Linked DNA regions of Zeugodacus cucurbitae: region 2 is linked to region 1. A link is a contact called in public Hi-C data. All regions are on one chromosome and are shown on one strand. The core of a region is the stretch at or near the end of the contact, and the rest is flanking DNA. Distances in the headings are between cores, read along the strand shown. Region 1 holds the start of LOC105213131 (ubiquitin domain-containing protein 1). Region 2 holds the start of LOC105213125.

Region 1 (5,693 bases), core at 2,164-4,663:
TTCGATCTGTGGTCTTCTTAGTTGTACGGCTGTGGTGTCTACATGTTACTCATTGTGTTGTTTCTGTTTCTCGTGTTGGCGGTATTTCCACTTTGCGCCTTCTTCTTCGTCTTATTTTTCTTTCGCCACGAAATTCGTTTCTTTGTTGCGTCGCTCTTCTTGGTTATTTCACTTATTTTCGAGACTAGCTGAAGTTACATATATTTTGGTATTGGTGCAAACCGGTTACTTGGAGCCTCTTATTGCTTAACTTTATTTATTCTTGTAAAATAATCGTATTTATCCTTACAAGTGGGTATGGTATCTGCATATATTACTGTTTCCCTAAAAAGTTCAACACATAAAGGAAGTATCTGTGGGTTCTCTTATTTGAATAATTATAATTTGTGTGTTGGAAAAGTTGTCTAGAATAGTTCAATCCAATCATTTGTAAATAGAACCGTCGTTTATTCCATGCTTCAGATATATGTATAATATGTTATGGCGTCAGCATGACCTTGACCTAGCTTGCCCAATTATTTTCTTCGAAATTCTTAAGAGATTTTAAGTTCCGGTTCCATTTAGTATACTTGATTTGGTAAACAAATATTCTTCTTAACTGGCGCAGACACCGCTTATACGGTTATAGCCGAGTTTACAACAGTGCACCACTCCTTTGTCCTTCCTTCTCGCAGTTTGGCGCCAATTGGAAATCCCAAGTGCAGCCATATCCTTCTCCACCTGGTTTTTCCAACGGAGTGGAGGTCTTCCTCGGCTTCCACCAGCGTGTACTGCATTGAACACTTTCAAAGCTATAGCACTTTCGTCCATTCGAACAACATGACCTAGCCAGCGCAGCCGCTGTCTTTTTATTCGATGAACTATGTCAATATCGTCGAATAACTCATACAGCACATCGTTCCATCGTCTGAGGTATTTGCCGTTGCCCATGTTTAAAACCTTTCCCTCGAAAAGTCCTTGTGTCGTCTTATCGGATGTTGACATCGTCCACTCTTCTGCACCATTCATAAGGACGTGAATAATAAGCGACTTTTAGAGTTCAATTGCCTAATCAGTCCAAAGTAACACCTGTTGGCAAGAGTGATTCTGCGAGATATTCCAAGATAGTCCAAATTATATACAACTTCAAATTTATGACTCTCAACAGAAACGTGGGAGAAATGACGCGAATGTGCTCACTGTTTGTTTGATGACAGGAGATATTTGTCCTATCTTAAGGGTAAGGGAATAATTAATTTTAAAGTATATTGATATTTAACTCTTTACCTTTGAAATGTTTCTAGAACTCTCATCTCAAAGTCTCGCTGCATCTTCGTCTGTGTGTTCCCGAGGGACTCGTTAAAAAAACATTGGAAATTCTCCATCGATCACTATTTCATTCATAAGTCCAAAACATCACCTATTTTGAAGCTGAAGGAAGGCTATGACAAGCCTATATTCAATTATTCCAGATTACTCTCATAAACCGCAATATTCGTCTGACAAAACTACTGTTATCAAGCATCTAAACTTTGTTTCTCTCTACAAACTTCGTTCTATCATTGAAGCGGACCATAGCGTCAAACCGCATACCGGATACCGCAAAAATAACCGATTACTTTTTGTTTTCTTATATTTTAAGCACTATTTTTCTTCATCTCATGCGTCATACTTCTTGACAAAATTAGCATTATAAACTCTTTAATCCACATAGGTATCAAACACGTGTGTTTTTGTATGTGTGTGCACCTATACTGGTCGTATCTAGTTGGTGCTATTGGTTACTCGTAGATTCCGAAACTCGGCATGTGTAGCGACTGACTATGCGAGTTTTGTCGAGGTCGTCTGGTTTTGTTTCTACCTTTTGTTTTTATTTTCACAAATGTATTAATATTGCTCCCTTTTATCTTGATTGTTTATGGTTATATGTTTCTATGAGTGACCATTCCAGTTTCTTAATTTGAAAAATGCAACTCAATTCGAATGGACTCGCTGGTCGGACGATGTTAGTCTTTGGGCCAACTCAGCTGTTTAATTGTTATGTTTCTTTGTTAAATTGAGCATTTCGGTTTCGTGTTTATGTGCTTATGTACGCTTATGTGTTGGTTTCTTGTTGGGTGGTGTTGCTCAAACTAAAAGTTCACTGCATGTGATCTGAAAATTAATTAAGTTAATTTTTGTTAGGTGTGATTAAACAAATTTTGCGTGAAACGTAAATAAATTTCCTTATTGTCTTATATTATTATAATATTAAATTTTCTCAAGCATTCTCTTTCGCCGGTACTATTTTTAGTTACTCAACCCGTAAATGATCTTTTGCTAGCATTTAATACAAATACTTTTTTTCATAATAATAACTTAGTGCAAATACATTTTGGAAAAGTACTACATATTTGAGAAAGAACTTAGTTTTTAAATTGAATTTCTTAGGTTTGCACAGCGCTCTAACGTCACACGATAGAGATGTAGTACCACCAATCTAATGAATTATGCTAATTGGCAAGCTATATTTGACGCTTTCATATGACTGCACTGTGGACATCACTTTTTTCTATAGTATTCATAAAATCGTTGATATATCAATAGAAAAATTAAATATTAACAATGCAAATGATTTCTGCAACTTTGTTTTGTTAATTTTACTGCTTTGTGGAAGAAATGTCAATAGTGATGAACTGTCAAATAATTCGAACGTGAGCCCATACATTTTATACATTGGGTTTACGTATATTATAGTGTACATATATGTAAGTAAACTAAACACTTTAAAGATGTTCTATAAATAGTTACTACAATTAACGGTTATTTATTTAAATAATTATAATTCGAGTTTAGCTGCCGGATATGCTAAAACCGCCAAACAATCAAAAGCTCTATGATTATTAATTCACCTCATGGTGGTTATTCTTTTGCGTGCGATGTTATTTTTGACACAACTTGCAGAGCTGCCACCTTTAACCATATTCTTATGATATTATTTTTAATCAATAATTCAGTAATGTTCTTGATTTGTTCATTTATTGCTCGATTTTCTTAACATATAATATTATTAGAACCTGAAATCTGAAAGAGCACAAATTTTAAATGGGTTTCAGAGCGAGATACACTCAGTGAATTTTTGTTCACCAAAAAGATAATAATCAAATAAATAATTATTGTTGCAATGGAAAAAATATTTCGTTAAAGAAATGGTGACATCAACAAATTATTATAGAAGTATGCATATCTTGTAGATCATTTACCGATCAAATAAATTTTTTCTATGAAAATTATTTGCTAATAAAGTGTGCAAGTACACTAATCTATTATTTTATTATTATTAATATTTACTTTTTAGTTGGAAAATATAAATAAAGAAGAGTTGACCTGGTGGATTTTCATCTCTCAATATTTTGCGATGTTTTTTGACAATGAGCTTTCTAAATAGCGCCAAGTGGCCACGCTGCATAGAAATGTCAAATTAATGAAATGGAATTGAAATAGTAAAAGGAAAAAAATTCTCAGCGAAGATTGTGGAAATATTGCGGAAATGTTTGGTGAAGAATTTTTTGCGAAGCTGCAAATAAAATATCAGTGTAAACTACAAAAAGATCTGTTTAAAAAATTTCAAATCAATTAAATGTGTTACCTTTAGCACTTTACATTTAAAACATATCAAAAGTGCGTCAGATATTTGGTCGCGCGGTTGCAATAGTCGTCTGAAAAAGGCAACGTGAAAATCTAAAATAAAACATACATATGCTAAAATGCCGTCAAGCGAAGTGGTGCAACAGTGAAAATCAAATCAAACAGCAAATTCGAAAACATAAAGATCACGAGTAGTGACAGTAAAACACAACTCGCGTCGCGCACTCCAATAAAATTTGCATTTCCAAATTGAACCGATATTTATTTCGTTATATTCCTTTCAATATTTGCGGTCATACACGGTCATACGTGCGAACGTGTTTTCCGGCGCTGGTACGCTGTTTTGGTGGACGCGCAACACGTAAATTGTATGCGAAAATATGGGTGGTTGCATTGGCATACACAGCACCGACAATGAGACAGTCAGTGTATCTTCAGCGAGTATTTCTAGGCCAGCGACAGGCGCGGGTGAGTAAGCGCTTAAATGGGTGCAATATAATCCACTAGCGCACGCACTGCAAGTCTCTCACATACATATACTGGTCCGCAATCTATATTCTTTTTCGTAATTAGGCGGCGCCCAAATGGGTCCATCGCGTAAAAATCGCCCACTGTGCAATGAGACAATACGTTGGCGTTCCGATGTGCCATTGACGGAGGGCCAACTGCGCTCGAAACGCGATGAATTCTGGGATACTGCGCCGGCGTTCGATGGTCGCAAAGAGATTTGGGATGCGCTACGGGCAGCCACAAATGCGGCGGAAGAGCTAAATTTCGAAATGGCGCAGGCAATACTTGACGGAGCGAATATATCGGTGCCCAATGGGTATGTTTTCATAAAAGTAGTAGCATTATTTCGACAAACTACAAAGTTTTTGTTTGATTGCGACGTTTATTATCTCATTTTGGAGTCAAATATTCATTTACTTATATTATTAATTAATGTGATTATAATATGTGACTTAAGAAGACTTATAAGCAGCTTTTACTATATAGTATGTATGAATAATAGTGTCCGACATAACTACGTACGGGTATCAGTTCTTAAACCATAACAAATATTGCATTGTAACCAAAATAAAAACACGTCATGCGGTGTCTAAGTATATACATATGTATATAGAGTTTTAACATCGGTTTGTCGCGCCTATGCATATAAAAGAGAAACGCACAAACATATTTAACCTCGAAGTTTATTTTACCTCAATTCCATCGCGCTCTATATCAATAAACCATGTCTTTCTACTACTGCTTGACTATTCGTCGCACTTTAATTGATGCATTTATTCTTTATCGCCTTTTAATCATGGATATATTTACATATTGTGGTATATTCAACATTTTCTCATGTATATAAGTACGCGCATATGTAGCTACAAAGCTGCCGGTGGTTGTGTAGCGCATGATGCGGCAAACATTCGACAAAGCTTTGTACGTAATCGCTTTCTGTTTTATTTTAGTGTTCTGATTACTATAAATTAGAATCGGCGTTACCCCCAATATTTTGCAGAGCTGCTTGTTTGTAATAAAATATAAATGTGTTCACCGAAAATCAATATTTATAGCATTAGTGCGGTTGACTAACACAATCCTCATGTAATGATTAGGGGCAGGTCATGCAACACTAATCAAATGACAATCTCTCCTAACTTTGTTAATGTCGTCTGCGGCCAGGTCGTTGTGTCGTAGGTTTAACTGCTTTGTTCGTGACCAACGGCAAGCTAAGCCCCTTATTAAATACACAAATTTATCAATATTTGCTGGAACATTATTGTAATGTGAAGAACTAGCCGAAAGTAAATGTTTTTAACGTTTCTATTTCTTGCATAATGAAACCAATTGAATTAATCTAAATGCAATTTGCTTGTCGCCAGTGTGGAATTAACTATTTCCTGCGTATATTAAATTGTTGTAGCGGTATAATTCAAAATTAATCCAAATACTTTTGTGAAATGCTTCAAAGATATCGTTTTAGTAGTATATAAATACTGGTTCGCTCCGGTTAAGCGTAGATACTAGCTCGAAAGTATTATTTAATCATGCTTGCAGTTCTTTAGTCGTGATTTTAAGTGTCATTTCTTTGAAGC
Region 2 (6,348 bases), core at 1,370-3,869, 250 kb after region 1:
ATTAGATACAGACAAATTAAAAAAAATTTAAATATAATAAAAATCTATCAAATAAATTAGTGATAAACGAGTTCGCATAAATAGGTATTTCTAAACAAGTTTATACCACATACACCAAAAAAGCAAAATATATAAGTATTAAATGATAAATCATAAATCATAAATAGAGAACACGAAGTTCAAGCCAGTGTTACATAAACCATAAGTTAGAAGGCTTCAAATGTTGATTAAGAAATTACGATAAAAAAGAATTACAAAAACAATACTGACCATTATATAAAAGCTATTGTGAAGCAAATTAGTGAGATATAATAAAAATGGAGAATTGCAAAACAAAACAAAAAAATATGTTTTTAATTATGAAGTTAATTGGCGAGCATTTACCAGTAGGGTTTAGAGCTAACCATTTGAAGAAACAGACAATTTGTGATTTTCATCTTTGCGCTCGACGCCAATAAAACAAAGCGTTAAATGAGTGATGTAGAACTCTGCACAATTTTTATTTGAATTCTATTTTAGTTATATACTATATTATATAAACCTACACTGATATATATATATACTTAAATTAAATAAATTATTTATCTATCCTTCATCCATACGCCGCCATTAATCGCAGTGATTGATCATGCATTTTACCAGCGGGTTCATTGGACTTTCAGCCTCACACTCGAAAGCCGTCGCGAATTGTGGCATATTCATGAAGCTTCTATTGATCAGTATGCTGAACCACTCATCGTTTCGTCCACAATGCAACTGCGCGACGGCATAGAACATAATGCGTTTCGAAGTCAATTGAAAATGTTCCAACACAAAATCCTCCGCGAATGCGAAAGACTCACCCTCCAACCAGAAATCGTAATCCCTTAAAGACTCGATGAAAGCGCGATAAAACCGAAAAATATCGGCAACTTGTGATTCGCCCAGCAGTTGAAATATCGGCGCATCTTCGTAGTGCAATAACGATTGTCTTTCCAAGCAATACATGGACGTGTAGTATCCGTCTGAATTGTATAGTAAATCAGATTTATGCCACAAATCGAAACCCATTGTGGCGAAATAATGGAACAACGGGCGTTGCAAGGTCAAAATGGTGAAATGCAGGAAATGTCGCAGAAAATAAATGGGATGATTGTAGTCTTCGGGGTCGATGTAGGCGGTGAAAAATGTATTTCGCAGTTGGCGACGACGCAAAGTAACCAAATTGCCATAAAAATTTCCCTCGACGAACTTGTCTATCGCATAAATTTCCGTAAGATTTGCCGGGTCCAAGTCAGTTTTTGCATATGTGGAGAGTAAGCGTGGTAAATTGAAATTGCTGCGCTGCAGCTTCGCATATAGAAAGCGATCCCACTGTTCGCCCAAGAGCACAGCGCGTCGTTGCTCCTGAAAGCGTGTTGTGTGATAAAGATAAGTGGCTAACGCGACTTTGCGACTGAAATTCGTATTAAACACATCCCAATTCCAGTACTCGGACAACAGCAGCGGTTCAAACTCTTCAGTCAACAGAAAGCAGTCTTCATAACTTAGCTTTACATAGGCCTGCCAAAGCACGAAATTGAAGAGCACACTTGGATGTGTTGAACGTATAAGCGCTGATATATTCTCTAGCCGCTGCTCGTCGGTATATATCTCATGAGCAGTGCACACATCTTGTTCGCTGAAACGCAAACTTCCATGAAAATATTTAAAATATTTCTCGTAGCTAAACGAATTATGTGCTGAATCATCGTAACTGCCGTTTCGCCCACCGTTATCAGTATACAATTCAGGATCAAAAGGTAATTCACCGATAAGCACTCGACAAAAAGCTCGCAATTCGCTAGCGATCACTTGCGCCGCCTGTTCGCCGCCGGTGTAACGGAATGGCAACAACTGCGCTTGCCAACTCTTCAACGATTCGCAGCGCACATCTTGACGTGCTCTAACCGGCGCAATAAAGATTGTGCCCTCAGCAAAGAAAATACGTACGAAACTCGTAACGCCATGTGCCGCCAACTCTGCGGCTAACTTTAACCAATCTAGATAAGCATGTTGCGTCAGCAATTCGTCCCATTCAATCCGCAGCAATGGCCACGACTTGTAGAGCCGCGCATTCTCTGCGAGGAAGGGAACTTCGCGTAACATGCGGCGCCATTGCGAAAGCGGTCCACGACCGTACAACTTGTTGAGCGTTTCGCGTTTCTTACAGGAACTATAGAGCGTGGCAAGCAACTGTCCCGGTGGCGTGCCGAAATTCTCTTTATTGCGCTCAAAGAAAAGCATACGATCTTCGTGGTTATATAAATATGGAGGCACTGTCATCGGCTCATCAGCGCTATCCGCACTCAGCTGCTGGACGTCGCTCAGCACTTCGTTGTAGTAGCCGCAAGCGTGCGCAAAGAAATCTTCACACGGATCTGCATCCTCGTCGAGTATGTTGAGCATATGGGTGAGCTGTTGCCGATAAAGACGCGAGACTGCGGGTCCCGTGCGTACTTTCGGTTCGGTCGTGTGACCTTGGCCGCCTTGTTGGACTAAAAATAGACACAATAGAATAATAAACCGTTGCGGGCGCGTTTCATTCATCTTTCGATGATACCGCGTTGCTTTCGCAAGTCGAACTGATTTTCGCGAATATGCGAAATTTGTATTATTTGTCTAATCGTGAAATTCTTCCCAACGTATTGTTATTTTGTTTTGTCGTTGTAATTGTTGTTTTTATTAAAAAGTGATAAGACTTTTTTAATGTAAAAATTGCAATCATAGTATTGAATCACTCTGAAAATAGGAAATTATTGTATGTATGTATGTTAGCACATAGCAATATCAATGCACTTGACCTTAAATAGCGAGAAGCTCAGTGTCGTCTCTCTATCTATGTTTAGCGCTTACGTATAAGAAAACAAAAAAAAAAAAACAAAAACAAAACACTTGTAAGCATATATTTACATTCTCATAATTCTCTATACATTGATTGAGATCATTGTATTTAATATTTAATTAATTTAAGATTAACCCTTTGATAAGTGGGGTCTTACGCAGCACGATTCCAGATACAACGTACAAGTACACATACATCTATTAATACGAAGCCGGTCCTTTAAACACTTAGTATTTAACCCGTCTAAAAAATTTTGGCTTTCTTCAGATTGTTGGTGTAGATCACACCTTCTTTCGAAAGCTCATTGGTCTCCGACGGTCACGAAACGACTGAGTAACCCTTTTAATCTTTTATATGGCATGTCTTTTACCACACCCGTTGTGACGGTTATCTTTACATAAGTCTCTAGATTCTATCCCTTCATACTCTACCAGCCTTATCTTACCACAAAGAAATCTTTCCAATAAATTTAATCAATCAAATCTATTAACTAGTCCAAAAAGTTCAGAACTGAGGTTAAACGCGATTCCCGCAATCGCGCTTTACAGACTAATGAGTATGACTCAGCCCAGGTTAAAAAAACTTAGACCTTAACATTTCTGGCGATGACATTAAAATTTCGGCTGTGAAGAACGCTGTACGAAATACGTCTACGACTTACAGAACTATACTGACTGGACTTTCGGCAAGCACTGAACGCCATTCACAGAGGAGCCATTAATACCTTCATCGACTTCCTCCAAGTGAAAGCGTACTTGAATATAAAACACCACCCAGCGCAGACACAGAGCACGAGTTGCCTCGCGAAACTTCGTTCGGGATATTGTAGCCAGTTAAACTCCTAGTTATCCAGACTGAACCCGGACCAATATGTGTCCTGCATTCAAAGATCCCTGCCTCACTCATTTAAGACCCATTTCCCTCTGGTCCGACATTGTCGAAACTGCTCGTTTCCTGGATCTTCCGTTAGATGACTTCGATGACAATTAATTTAGCATTGCCGGTTCAGGCAGGTTTGGGTAACAACTAAACATTGATAGAACCCTAGATTATTCGACTAAAGGATGCAAACTTATGTCTCAAACTAGACACGGATTTTGGTTCGACTCTAATAGCAAAGCTGATTTTCATTTTAGCGGCTAATGTGCACAGCAACTACCGAGAGAGGTCCATAACGGAGAAGAGCTGGACGTTCAGGATATTGTAGTTGGTTGAATTCTTAACGCTCCAAGGACTTCTGTTGTTGTTGTTTTAACGATTATCCAGCCCTGCTGAAACGGAACGGTCGTCATCGAGGTCATCTAACGGTATGCCCAGGAAACGTGCTGTTTCGACAGGGTCGGACCAAAGATAAGTTGGGTTTATTGGGCATGCAAAGAGGTGACTAGTATTGTGCATGGACTCATTGCAGGCAGGACATTATCCAGGGTCTTCCGTTAGTTTTTTTTTGGATTTGAACTTTCGTGGATTACTGATACTCACGTAACACGCTACCAACCATGATGAATGGTGTATAATCGATCTCGAATACAAACAACAGTGTTACTTATTTAACTATATTTTTTATTAATGTTATCTATTTATGAAATATACACGGTAGTCAAAATACTACTAACTACATAGGTATGTGTGTATGTATGGTGTGTGCTTAAATTACTATTTCGCCTGGAGAGGCAGAAGTCAAAAGCATTTATAAAAGAAATGTTAGTAGATGAAGACAATAAGAAAATAAATTAATAAACTTATGTTCGTAGATATTTGAAAAAAATTTCATTTTTTTATGGAAAGTATAGTGAACAATTGAATTAATTATTGAAGAAACGACAATCATGGAATTAGTAATACTTGCAGTATTTTAAGTATTTATTTGAGGATGGATTTATGGCCTAGCGTTAAGTTGCTTACTCGCCGTTTTTAACTTATAAATGTAGAAGTCGATGACGTAACATTTTGAAGAAAAAAATAATAAGAAATCACTAAACTAGCTAACTACAGATTTAAATAGCACGATTACATGTACATATAGGCAGCGCATATGCATGGAAGTTCATGACACCAACACGGTTTACAAGCATTTCCAATTCATTTACCAATTTAAAAAAAGGTTTACACAGCCATATACACACACGCGTACATATGTAGGTGTGTGTATATAATTGTATAGATAAGTAATAGTTAAAAGTCTTTTTGAATGTAACTACAATATCGAATTTCATAAATTTGCATTAAAGCTACAATTTCATTGTGATTGATGGCGAGCTTTGTAAACCCTTCTGTATATAACGCAATACAATTAGACGTTTATCGCTTAAATTAGCTTAGAAATTAATTAACTCTACGGACAATCGAGTTATGTGTATGTATGTATGTAAGACGTTTTCACGCATTACTGCTGCTAAATGTACGACTGCGGCTAAAACGACGCGCCGCCGCCGCCACCATAGCCACAGGATCGCCGTCAGCCACAGTGAAGTCTGGCCATTTAAGTATATCGAGTAATTTAATTTTCAACTCTGTTGTCGCCGGACGCTCGCCGGGTTGTTTGGACAACATCAATTGCAGCAGCTCGTGTTCCTTGGGGTAGTCATGTGGAAACTCTTGTGGATAGCTGCCATCTCTGAGATTGCGCAACGTTTTTATGCGCTCCATTTCGGTGCTGAAGTACACGAGCAATTCGAAGAAGATTAAGCCCAACGAATAGATGTCCACCTTAAAGTCGTAGTGTTGGCCACGCAGTTGTTCGGGTGACATATACAGATGTGTGCCGACTTGTTGTGTGTGACGAGCACACGATGGCAGACCGGTGGTGTCGCCACACTTGGTCACCATATTCGGTATGTCCGACATGTCGGTGACGAGACCAAAATCACCGATTTTTATTTGGCCATCTTGTGAGAAGAATATATTGCTGGGCTTGAGATCACGATGTATGAGACCCTTTAAATGCACATAGTCGACCGCGTCGACAATTTGATGGAAAATGCTGGCAATATGACTTTGCCGTGACTCACAGCGATTTTCGCGCAGCCAATCGCGTAGACTCTCTTTTCGGCACAGCTGCATCTGTATGTACAGATAGACTTTATTTTGCTGCGGCTTCGGTGTGGTCTGCAGCAATGCCGCGGCCGGCAGTAGTGCTTTACTATTATTGCTATGCTCCATATTTATGGCAACTTTACCAAGCTCCAAGGAATCGGGACGTTTTTTGCTTTTAGAGTTAGTTTTGTTGTTGTCTTCATTTAAAGAACGTTCCAGATCTTTGGAAGTCCAGACGTCGCCATTTGTCTGGCCAGCACAACCGCTATCCTCATTAGTTTCGTCACCATTCGCCGAACGCACAAACTCAATTTGAAAGGAGTCGGAGAGTTGTGAGTAATCGATACTCTTGCCATTTTTCGGCAAACTCATATCAAAGGAATTGGAGTGAATGTCAATGGATATGGAATTGGTATGCAACTTCTTGCCATTCACTTGCTTATCCTTTT

Evidence for each region. A called contact is a pair of places that touch in the nucleus more often than the background predicts.
Region 2: a Hi-C map of whole body shows a contact between it and region 1, with 4 times the contacts expected there. The contact joins the promoter of LOC105213125 here to the promoter of LOC105213131 in region 1. A contact is called at or near these places in 2 of 2 Hi-C or Micro-C datasets (both in whole body).

What each region holds. Positions count from the first base shown.
Region 1 is chr2:25,777,121-25,782,813 of idZeuCucr1.2, forward strand. LOC105213131 (ubiquitin domain-containing protein 1) reads left to right here and starts at 3,414. Exons shown (of 4, transcript XM_011185699.3): 1 at 3,414-4,074; 2 at 4,180-4,432. The coding sequence starts at 3,987. It overlaps LOC105213132 (chitin synthase chs-2), which reads right to left and starts at 1,399. Exons shown (of 14, transcript XM_054229581.1): 1 at 1,267-1,399; 2 at 1-1,212.
Region 2 is chr2:26,024,715-26,031,062 of idZeuCucr1.2, forward strand. LOC105213125 reads right to left here and starts at 2,620. Exons shown (of 1, transcript XM_011185694.3): 1 at 469-2,620. The coding sequence starts at 2,568. The coding sequence ends at 610. It overlaps LOC105213124 (eukaryotic translation initiation factor 2-alpha kinase), which reads right to left. Exons shown (of 5, transcript XM_011185693.3): 5 at 4,621-6,348. The coding sequence ends at 5,243.